3 separate regions of the Zea mays genome follow, and all the other regions are linked to region 2. A link is a contact called in public Hi-C data. All regions are on one chromosome and are shown on one strand. The core of a region is the stretch at or near the end of the contact, and the rest is flanking DNA. Distances in the headings are between cores, read along the strand shown.

Region 1 (3,062 bases), core at 359-2,858, 140 kb after region 2:
CAGCGCAGTGCCTGCTAAAGTGACTGCTGAGTTTCACCTAGCCACACACATATGCGTGCATGCTGCCTTCGGATTCACGGATTCTGCACGTATATTTTGTACCGCTGCCGTGCACGGATTCTATCTGTGTGTGTGCTTAGGCCACCTCCAGCACCCTGAATAAATGACCGTACAGAGATTACACTGTTTACAGATTAGAGTTTAAAATAAGAAATTAGACGTATAAACAGTGTGTTGGAGATAGACATAGTAAAGATATAGTACGCACCACCATACGATGGTCGGCCAACTCCAGCAAAGTTTTTCTCCTCAAAACAACACGCGAAATTTAGGTGGATAGGCTCGCTGACAAGCCATTGGGACAACGCATGCACAAGGGAAGGGAGGTGCACGGACCAGCTCATCACGACAAGGACTGGATGGACCCGAGCCGGCGGACCATGTACTACTGTACGTACCCCTGCTACAGGGCCGGACCAGACCCCCAGCTCAGCTTTTTACACGATGGTCGATGGGGGGTGGATAAGGTCGGAGCTATGTCCGGCTCCGAAGATGGATGTCCTCTGTGGATGAGAGTACGGGACTCTTTAATAACGGCCATTATCACGACTATGAAGCCCTTAATGACGTGTTGTGCTATTTACTACTACTATTTGCTACCATGACTTCAGCTCTAGCTAACCTCCTCCCCTTGAACTCCAACAAACAAACAGCTACTGAGCTACAGTGTGTAGTACGACGAGTATGCGCGCTGCGCGCAGTAAGATCGAGGCACAAAAAGTAGTAGAAACATAAATAAAAGAGAAGGGAAGCTAAGAGAGGCGGTGGCGTTGGTCGGGGCCGGGTGGTGGCGTGGTGTGCTCACCGGGACGTGGGAGTCGCGGGCGTTGCGCTTGGGGTCGGTGGCGGAGAAGACGGTGTACACGAGCACGAAGGTGCCGACGATCTCGGCGCCGAGCCCCGCGCCGCGGGAGTAGCCGGACGCGAGCGAGTTGGCGCCGCCGCCGTACCGGTCGAAGTAGGCGCTCTGGAACGCCTTGACGAGGCCGACGCCGCAGACGGCGCCGAGGCACTGCGCCACCATGTACAGCAGCGCGCGCACCAGCGACACCTTGCGCGCCAGGAAGAGGCCGAAGGTGACGGCCGGGTTGATGTGGCCCCCCGAGATGCCGGCGGTGCAGTAGACCAGCACGAAGATCATGCCGCCGAAGGCCCACGCGATGCCCAGCACGCCCACGCCGCCGCACGCCGCGTCCGCCCCGGCCCCCGACGCAGACGCGTCCGTCTGGTGCTTGTACCCGATCACCGTCGCCACCGTCACGTACAGGAACAGCAGCGTCGCGATGAACTCCGCGATCACCGCGCGGTACAGCGACCACGAACCCAGCTCCGCCGCGTCCACCAGCGGCGCCGGCGGCGGGTCCGTGTAGTCCTTGGCGGCGAACTCCCCGCCGCCCGCGCCGCTCTGGACCACGTCGTCCTTGCCCATGGCCTCCCCCTCCGCCTCCTCCTCTAGAGACTAGACTTGCTTTAGCGTAGCAGCTGCGAGAGAGCGCGAGCAAGCTGGCGCCGCTTGCAACAAGGATGTTAAGGAATGGCCGAATGGATGAGTGCGTGAGGTGGGGGAGTGAGAGCGAGAGGGTGGAGCTATTTATGGAGGGAGCGGAGAGTAGGTAAGTGACAACACAGCATAATAGTGCTGCAAGGCTGGTGTGCGGGCCATGCCCCCCTCCCCCTCTGATTTATATTCATATTATATCACCTGATTCATAGAATGGACCAGAAAATCCAGACCAATTTCTATTTTCTATTTTTCAGAAACTTAAAATTGTGTTGCTAGGATTGAATGGCCTTCTCTTTTCTTCCACTCTGTTTTTTTTTTGTCTTTTAAAAGTAGGAGTGGTATATTTGCTGACGCTCTCGCGCTGTCTTTTTGGTTTTGTTTGCCTGCTGCAATCCAAGTCCAACGATGCTGGCCGTGCAAGCGATCTGCTACAAAGCCAAGGATATATATCCCCCACAATCCACGGCTGCTGGGGTATTTGTTTTCTTGGAAAACAAAATCGGCAGAAGTTTCCAGGGGATGGAATCCTGGGGAAAAAAAAAAGAAAAATACGACAAGATATTCTTTTAAAAGGACGAGATGTGACATGACAAGATATGCGGATCATTGGTTTCGCTTCGCTGTCAGACAATTCAAACAGCTAAAAAAATACTGACAAACCCCTCCCCCTACCCCTCTATCTCTCTATATGTTGTAAATTAAAAAACAAGGGATCCTGGTTTGGATTGAAGAAATATTTCTTGAATCCTACGTGTTTTCTCTCTCTCTCTCTCTCTCTTTGTAAACTAATTTGTATGAAATTTTTATACTGTTTCTGTAAAACTCATACGTTGCAAAGAATCTCCTATAGTACATCCGAAAAGCTTTTGATATGGTACATGTGAAAACTATAAAACTTATACCACAATCCTATATATAGTATTTTTTTAAAAAAACTGATGATCGAATATATAGATGTTTGGCTAAGGAAAACATTACCTCTAAACAAATATTAATTAGTTAACTAAAGTTTATGTTGTGTTGATCCATTGGAAAAAACGAGAATTGTATTCCCACGTGAACCGGCGGGTTTACTGTGGAAAATTTGCTGGCCATGTGGCAGGCAGAGCAGAGCAGAGCAGAGCGGGGGAAGGAGATAAACGACAACAACCCGCACTAGCGGACCGCATCGCATCGGATCGCATCGCATCGCATCGCAATGAGTGAGCCCGCCCCGCGCGCTGCACAACGTGTGCCATGCATTCGCGCTGGTGGTGATGGCGTTTTGGCCACCGGCGTTCTGCGCGGGCGGGCGAGCGACCGGCCAGCCATGGTGAGCTGGGCGAGACCGTGCCGTACTGGCGTGCTGTGCGTGTCCGCGAATGCATGGTTGCATGTGCCTGTGCGCGGCTGGCTGGGTCTGGGTGGCGTTGGCGGCGGCTGCTTCTATGCGGGTTGCGTGTGCGCACTCCATCAAGCCGGCATCCGGCGTGGCGCCAACGCCAAGTGGATGGACGGA
Region 2 (3,424 bases), core at 850-3,349:
CTGCCTATCATGGCCCTTGAGATAGTAATAAATGTTGGTGACATCCAAGAAAGGCTCCACCTTGCACAAAGGAATACCAGCATGGTTATCTTAATATAGAGCAAACAATGTGCATCCAAAATTCATGAAAAACAAATAAAATGGGTACAATCCTAGAAACACTCTCTGAATATAAAAATAAAAAGAGGCTATTGTGTTTGTGTCACTGGATGGAAGTGCAATTGTGATTTCGCCTCCTTTTTGAAAAAGGAGAACAAGTGTGGGCTTGTTCTGGTAGAGACACTTGACGGTGTGAAATATAGGGGCAAATGACAATTAAAAAACAGCCAAATTAAAAGGCAGGGCAAAATCACAATTGTAAACAAAGAAAATTGTGATTTTGACCATGCTTTTGAATTTGGTTGTTCTGTAATTGTGATTTTGCCCTTGTATTTCACATCGTCAAGTGCTTCTAACGGAGCAGGCCCAAATTTGCTCTTCATTTTCAAAAGGGAGGCCCAAAATCACAAAGTTAAATATTTTTTTTGGGGCGGTGGGGGGTGGGGGGGGGGGGGGAGGGAGGTGTAAAAATCACAATTTCGCTTCCATCCAGGGATGGAAACACAATAGCCCAAAATAAAAAAAACAGTGAAAGGTCAACACACTTATTTTCCAATACCATACCTGATCTATCCACATTGATAATTCAGTGTATTAGACAGGAGCAAATGAATCAAACTATGATGAGTACATGATATACTATGATATAGTATGATAATAGCTCAGTGATATGGGAGATAACTCTATTGTCGACGACAGGGGCGGATCTAGAATTTTTCCATGACCACCAAACCTACTGAATTTCATTCTCTTCTTTTCATCTTAGCCATTTTATATTAGATCAAATAGAGACTCTTGTAGAGTTATATGGATCAAGCCCCAGGCCACGGACCGAGTGGCCAAGGGTGTAGATCCGCCCCTGATCAAGGATGAAATGCAAGTCTGCAATAAACCCTAGACTTTACCCTGTAATCAAGGATGAATTGCAGGTATGGACTCAGTCCTAGACTTTATCAGAAAAAGGGACTGCAATGTGGATCATAAGATGCAAGAAATTAACACATGGTTGACCCACGTAATTTGCAGTCTATCGCAGTTTGATTGGTATTTGATTGTTGCTCACTTTGTTGGAGCAGCACAAAACGACCCTTATTTTTTTCAATATACAGTGGATGTACATGTATGGTTACTATTTGGCCCATGTTCTCTAAAACGGTTAGTGAGCAAGGGTTGAAACTAGTTGTTTCGAAAATAATGCCATCCTAAAAAGTGCAAGCGATTACAATCACTAGCTACACAATTGTGCAGGCTAAGCTGCTAGTACAGAGCTTAATTCATTTCCCACAGAAGAGCTGCTAAAGCCAGAGGGGGTTGATCCTGCAGAATTTGGTTCTAAATTTTAACAATCAGTTCAATGGTTAAGCATATCCCAGCACATGAGTACCAATTACGTGGGAATCACTAACCTAATCCCGACTTGAAACTTTACATCGACGTTGCCACCAGGAAATGAATGTGCAGCTTGCCACGACATTTGGTCAACACGCCCTTACCCTATCGAATCCGGAATCGCACCCGAGGGCGGCGGAGAAGGTGGAGGAGAGGTACACCAGGTCCTGCTTAAACCTGAACCCCAGCTTGAGCGTCTCAGGCCGCTCGAACAGCTCTCGCAGCGGTGCCCACAGGTCGGCGAGCGGCACGGAAAGCAGGTCGACGACAAACACCTCGCTGCGCTCGCCCTCACCTCCACCACCATCGCTGAAGCGGCAGGCCACCTGGAGCAGCGTCACCGTCGGGAACTTCGGCGGCGCTGGAGATGTCTCGGACGCCGGCGTCGTGTCGTCGCCCAGGGCCGCAGGGTCGGCAGCGGCAGGGCTACCGCGGCGGCGCGGCTTCCACTCTGCGTCAAGAGCGACGACACGGGCGGCGGCGAGGGAGCGCAGTAGGAGGGCGATCCCCGACGAGGATCCGCCGCCGGTGACGAGGTGCACGGCGAAAGGGGGCGCTGGCGCGTGGTCCATCGATGCGGTAGGGGAAAGGAAGCGAAATGGGAGCACGATGGAGCCGCGGGGCCTGGCCTGCGCGTTTTTACGTGGAACTGTGGAAGCGGCGGCGTACGGTGTATTCGTAGTGAACGGCGTATACGAAATTGGGAGTACGGAAGTAGACCGTATATGCGTAATTACGCTGCCCAAGCTGGACACTACAAGCAGACCGCATACATCTGAATCGCACCCGTCAGCCCATCACATTTTCATCAGTTCCGAATGAACGGATCAAGTGAGGGCACAAACAATATTCCAGCCGTATAAGGAGGTGTTTGGTTTCTAGGGACTAATGTTTAGTCCCTTCATTTTATTCCATTTTAGTATATAAATTGATATATATAGAAACTAAAATAGAGTTTTAATTTCTATATTTGATGATTTTGTAACTAAAGTGGAATAAAATGTAGGGACTAAAAATTAGTCCCTACAAACCAAACACCCCCTAAATCGATATTTCCACTGAACACCAAACAAATGGCCAATAAATAAATAATAACGCAGGCATAACAGGCACGCATTAGATTCGGTACTTAGGAGGACCCATCAACATATTACTGCAGTATCTCAATGCTCAAATCCGACCCTAGTTCAAGCCTTACATATTAAAGTTTTCAAGCCCAAAAGAGGCACACGACATTCATTCAAACATTATGTCTGACACTTTCATTTCCCTCACAAGACTCTTTACATAGGTGAGTGGCGAGTAATAGATCAACCATCTCCAGTGTTTTTCCCCTGTCGTCACTCCTCAGCGTGCTTCAAATTGGACAACTATACAAGAAACATAACATTTTGGTGAGGAAGGCCACACATGAGAACAAAGATCAAATTAGAAATTAAAACATGGTCCAATAGACCAACCATGACATCTAACTTCACACCCTATACCATCTTATAAGTGGCTAGAATTGTCAACCATGAACTCTAATTTCACACTCAATTCAGCTACCATTTTCTGCAGGTCATCATTAAATTACTAATGAGCACTAAGCATTATCAACCAGTAAATAGTCACATAAAACAGGGTCGAAGGCATCGACCCTCAACCCATGAATGCCATTCCTGACCCAATTACATAGTGTCATTTTCGATCCTGCTGTGTAAAAAGCCTTCACAAGTAGTCTACCATGTTCCTCGACCCCATCGACCAAGAAACTGTGACTATGCCCGTAACGATAATCAAACCAATCACTACTTTTGAATGTGCACACATTTTTCTAAGAAAAACAAATGTATGATATGTGCATAATTGAGACATGGAGGCAAACAATGTTCTAAAAACAAGTCTATAGCTGATTAGGCACTTGGCCAATTAATCATAATGCACCCTTTACGTT
Region 3 (3,406 bases), core at 561-3,060, 220 kb before region 2:
CAAAGTACATATGGATACATGAAATATGAAATCTACATATTACCCTTCCGTGAGAAGCTTCTTCCCGAATGTATGACCAAAGTCGGAGACCAAGTTTCATCTAAGAATGAGGGGGGAAACACATAATTATAATGTTACTCTCCATGTATCACATGAAGACTTCAGCAGGCTTAAGTAACAGAGAAGACAGGTACAAGTTCCATTAACGAGGGAAGCCGAAAGCTGCATTTTTCCATACCATTCTAATTGCTTCTCTGAATGTGACATTGAACTCCTTCAATCTATTAGCATGACTACTTAGTTTCCTTCTCCATGCATGCTCTGGTGGTGAGCCATCATCAAAGTCGAGCTGAGCATTCCCAAAAGTAATGATCAATAAGAAATAAAGCCAGTCACTGCAGAATTCCATACCATACCCTCGACTACTCATATATTTTTCTCAAAACTTAACCAAATCAAATGGGAAACTTTGTCCACAATCTTGTGACGCTTTCAACAAATACAAATGGTTAAGCAATTTGCTGTTTAATTTGGTAAGCCAATAAAATTCTTAATACAGTTATTAACGATGGAAAAAAAATACAACTTTTTTTATCTGCAAAAGTCAGTTAAACAAGTACTAATTCATCTAGCGCAATTTGGGCCTTTAAAGAAACATTTCAGAAGACTCTGAATACTAACAATCATCATAAGCAGCAAGAGAGCAGAATAAGATATCGCAAATAGGCTAGCTCACTAGAATCAACTTCATCCATCAAATGCTCTATGCTACCAAATTTAGTACCAAGGCGGATATTACAGTTTTGTCACTTCCCAGTAGGCGAGGCAATGTCTGCAGCTACTAGCGGAGGATCAACTGAAGGAAGAGGGGCGAGAAGAATCTTACCAATTGCAGCGTGCTCCGGCTCACGAACTCATCGGCACGCCACGAGCGCTTCCTCCGGTAGAGCAGATTCCCGCTGACCATTCCGATGGACCCGCCAAAACCCCAAGTATAGGGTCCCGGCTAAGCACAGAGCCGAGCTCCGACTTGAAGAAACACTCGGTAATTACTCAAAGTTGGGAGAAAAAATCGTGGTTTTTTTTCCTTCTTTTTGGTGTGTATAGAGAGAGCGACAAAAGAAAGAAGCGACAATTTTGACCACAGGATAGTACGATTCCCCCTATGGACCGGAACTAACAAAAGTTCCAAACAGATTGAAACCAGGAGGAAACGGGACGACTTTAGCTATGCTTGTGCTATTACAAGCGCCAAAAGGAATCGTCAGTCGCCACGGCCAAGAATTACCAATAAAAGAAAAAAATAAAACCGGCAAAACCAGCAAGAAGAAATCAGCTCGACGGAATTAATGGCTCACCGGCGAAAAGACAATCGCCCGTATGTTCTGAGGAGGCTACGAGAAAGCTTTAACCCTTATCTTTATTTCTTTCCTATCTATAAAACAAACGAGAAAGACCGTCACAGCCGATTGTCCAGAGGTCGCTGTCGCTGTCGCTGCAGTTCTCCTTGCCAGGTCGCCGGGCCGTGACGGGACGGGACGGCTAGTCTTTTGTCCAGCGTCGTTGCGAGTGGACGGGCGCCAGCTCATCAGCGAAGCTTCATCACTGCAAACCGAGATCTCTGTTTCCCCTTTGACCCTTTCCGGCGGGCGTTTTGGTTCGGTGAAAAGAAGAGCAAGCAGACAGTACCGGCTCCTCGCCGGCCGGCGGCGGCGGCGTGGCCAATTTTAACGATGCTCGCGCACAAGAGAGTGGTTTTTGGTGGTCCCGTCGCCTAGTCGGCACCAGGGAATACTTTCCCAGACCAAAATCGGCGAATTTTTGGGGGAAATTCGTCTCCGTACTACCCGGAAATAAATTTCATCCACATTTCGGTAGACTTTGTTTCAAATTTTAAGAATTTTAAAAATTATAAGGTCAGGAAAAAAATGATACAAAAAATTAGATGTTTTCTGAATATTTTGATACATTGAATTTTAAACAAACATATTTGGTCGGTTAAAGAAACCACCAGACCCGTTAATTCATTTACATGACCCAACCAATCCTCTCGATTTAATCTCCTTTGCTCCCAAATTAGAATCGTCCTAAGCAGCCCTATTCGTCGCGGCCACAATGAAATCCATCGAATTGCGGGGTTTTCGGTCACGCCTATTTTGTTGTGAAACTTTGGTTTGTCTCTGTTCAATCATGTTTAGCTCCGATTTGTGATTTATTTGAAATATGTTTTGTGTATTTGTTGAATTTGCCAAGTAACATATATTACTGCAGAAAATATATATGTTATTTAGATGTTAGTATTATTTATATGGTTGTATTAGATGGCAGGTAACATGTGATTTTGATGGTAGCATTATTTATGTGATTTATATGGTAGTATTATTTACTCTCTTGGTCCCAATTTATATTTCGTTTAGATTTTTATACCAAGTTTGATCGGTTTGTCTTATTCAAATTTTGTGGAAAAAAATAAAAATTCAAAGTCATACTTCAAATATATTATATGTTAAACGATGTCAAAGGTAAAAAAAAAAATAGTTATGAGTTTTTATAATAAACGAGGCAAATTTGGGTAAAAAATCAGACGAATCGTCGTATACGGTAGTATTAGACGTTAGTGTGTAAATTACTTTTTATATTAACAAGAAGATATTCTTATGCGGGTCGAGAAAACCCCCGAACTTCTGCTCCACCTGACCACCCATACACAACGGCTCCGTAGTCCATGTCAAGATTAAGACCGGACCTGAGAAATGCTACGCAGACCATCTAACGAACTTAGCTAAAGGCCCTTTTGCCTTAAAATGTTTTAGATAGTAGTTGTAATTATTTACATCCATGTTAGTATGATTTGCATCATTACTTGTATTGTAATATGTGACATGGCGAAGAGTGAAGGTGGTGCTACATGGTTGAAGGAGCATCTGACACATAGAGGATTAAACGTGATGATTTGTCTTTTTGTTTCTTTTAAGTAAAGACATACTTTATACATGAATTAGACAATATAAAGAATAAGAAGAGAGAAAGGATTTGGCAAGGCTAAAGAGGTATTTGTTTCCAACCAACTAAAGTTTAGTTTCTGTCACATTGAATGTTTAGTGGTAATTACGAGTATTAAATATAGTCTAGTTATAAAACTTATTACACAGGTAAAGACTAAGTCATATACAGCCCACACACAAATGTTGTCTATATGTGTATTGAAAAACACGTGCAGACAATATAAATAACAAGTCATACAATAGGTTGTATGTTTACACTGTTTATAAAATTTCTAATTTATAGGTGAAACACTGATCGAAACAGTCATACAGTGGTTCTCTTACCGTCTATTGACATTAGAACACGAACCGAAGCCATCATCATGAAAGGACGATTGGTGTCTCTCTCTCGATCTCATCCT

Evidence for each region. A called contact is a pair of places that touch in the nucleus more often than the background predicts.
Region 1: a Hi-C map of leaf shows a contact between it and region 2, with 3 times the contacts expected there. The contact joins the promoter of LOC542644 here to the promoter of LOC100217277 in region 2. A contact is called at or near these places in 5 of 25 Hi-C or Micro-C datasets (bundle sheath, ear, leaf and 1 more).
Region 3: a Hi-C map of ear shows a contact between it and region 2, with 2.0 times the contacts expected there. The contact joins the promoter of LOC103647301 here to the promoter of LOC100217277 in region 2. A contact is called at or near these places in 2 of 25 Hi-C or Micro-C datasets (ear and tassel).

The regions. Positions count from the first base shown.
Region 1 is chr2:173,062,791-173,065,852 of Zm-B73-REFERENCE-NAM-5.0, reverse strand. It overlaps LOC542644 (plasma membrane intrinsic protein 2), which reads right to left and starts at 1,608. Exons shown (of 3, transcript NM_001112168.1): 1 at 866-1,608. The coding sequence starts at 1,489.
Region 2 is chr2:173,202,340-173,205,763 of Zm-B73-REFERENCE-NAM-5.0, reverse strand. LOC100217277 reads right to left here and starts at 2,099. Exons shown (of 8, transcript NM_001143629.2): 1 at 1,593-2,099; 2 at 1-60. The coding sequence starts at 2,060. It overlaps LOC100284471 (DNA-directed RNA polymerases I, II, and III 7.3 kDa polypeptide), which reads right to left. Exons shown (of 3, transcript NM_001157366.1): 3 at 2,613-2,858. The coding sequence ends at 2,836.
Region 3 is chr2:173,421,580-173,424,985 of Zm-B73-REFERENCE-NAM-5.0, reverse strand. It overlaps LOC103647301 (non-lysosomal glucosylceramidase), which reads right to left and starts at 1,810. Exons shown (of 18, transcript XM_008671844.3): 1 at 887-1,810; 2 at 239-349; 3 at 44-100. The coding sequence starts at 967.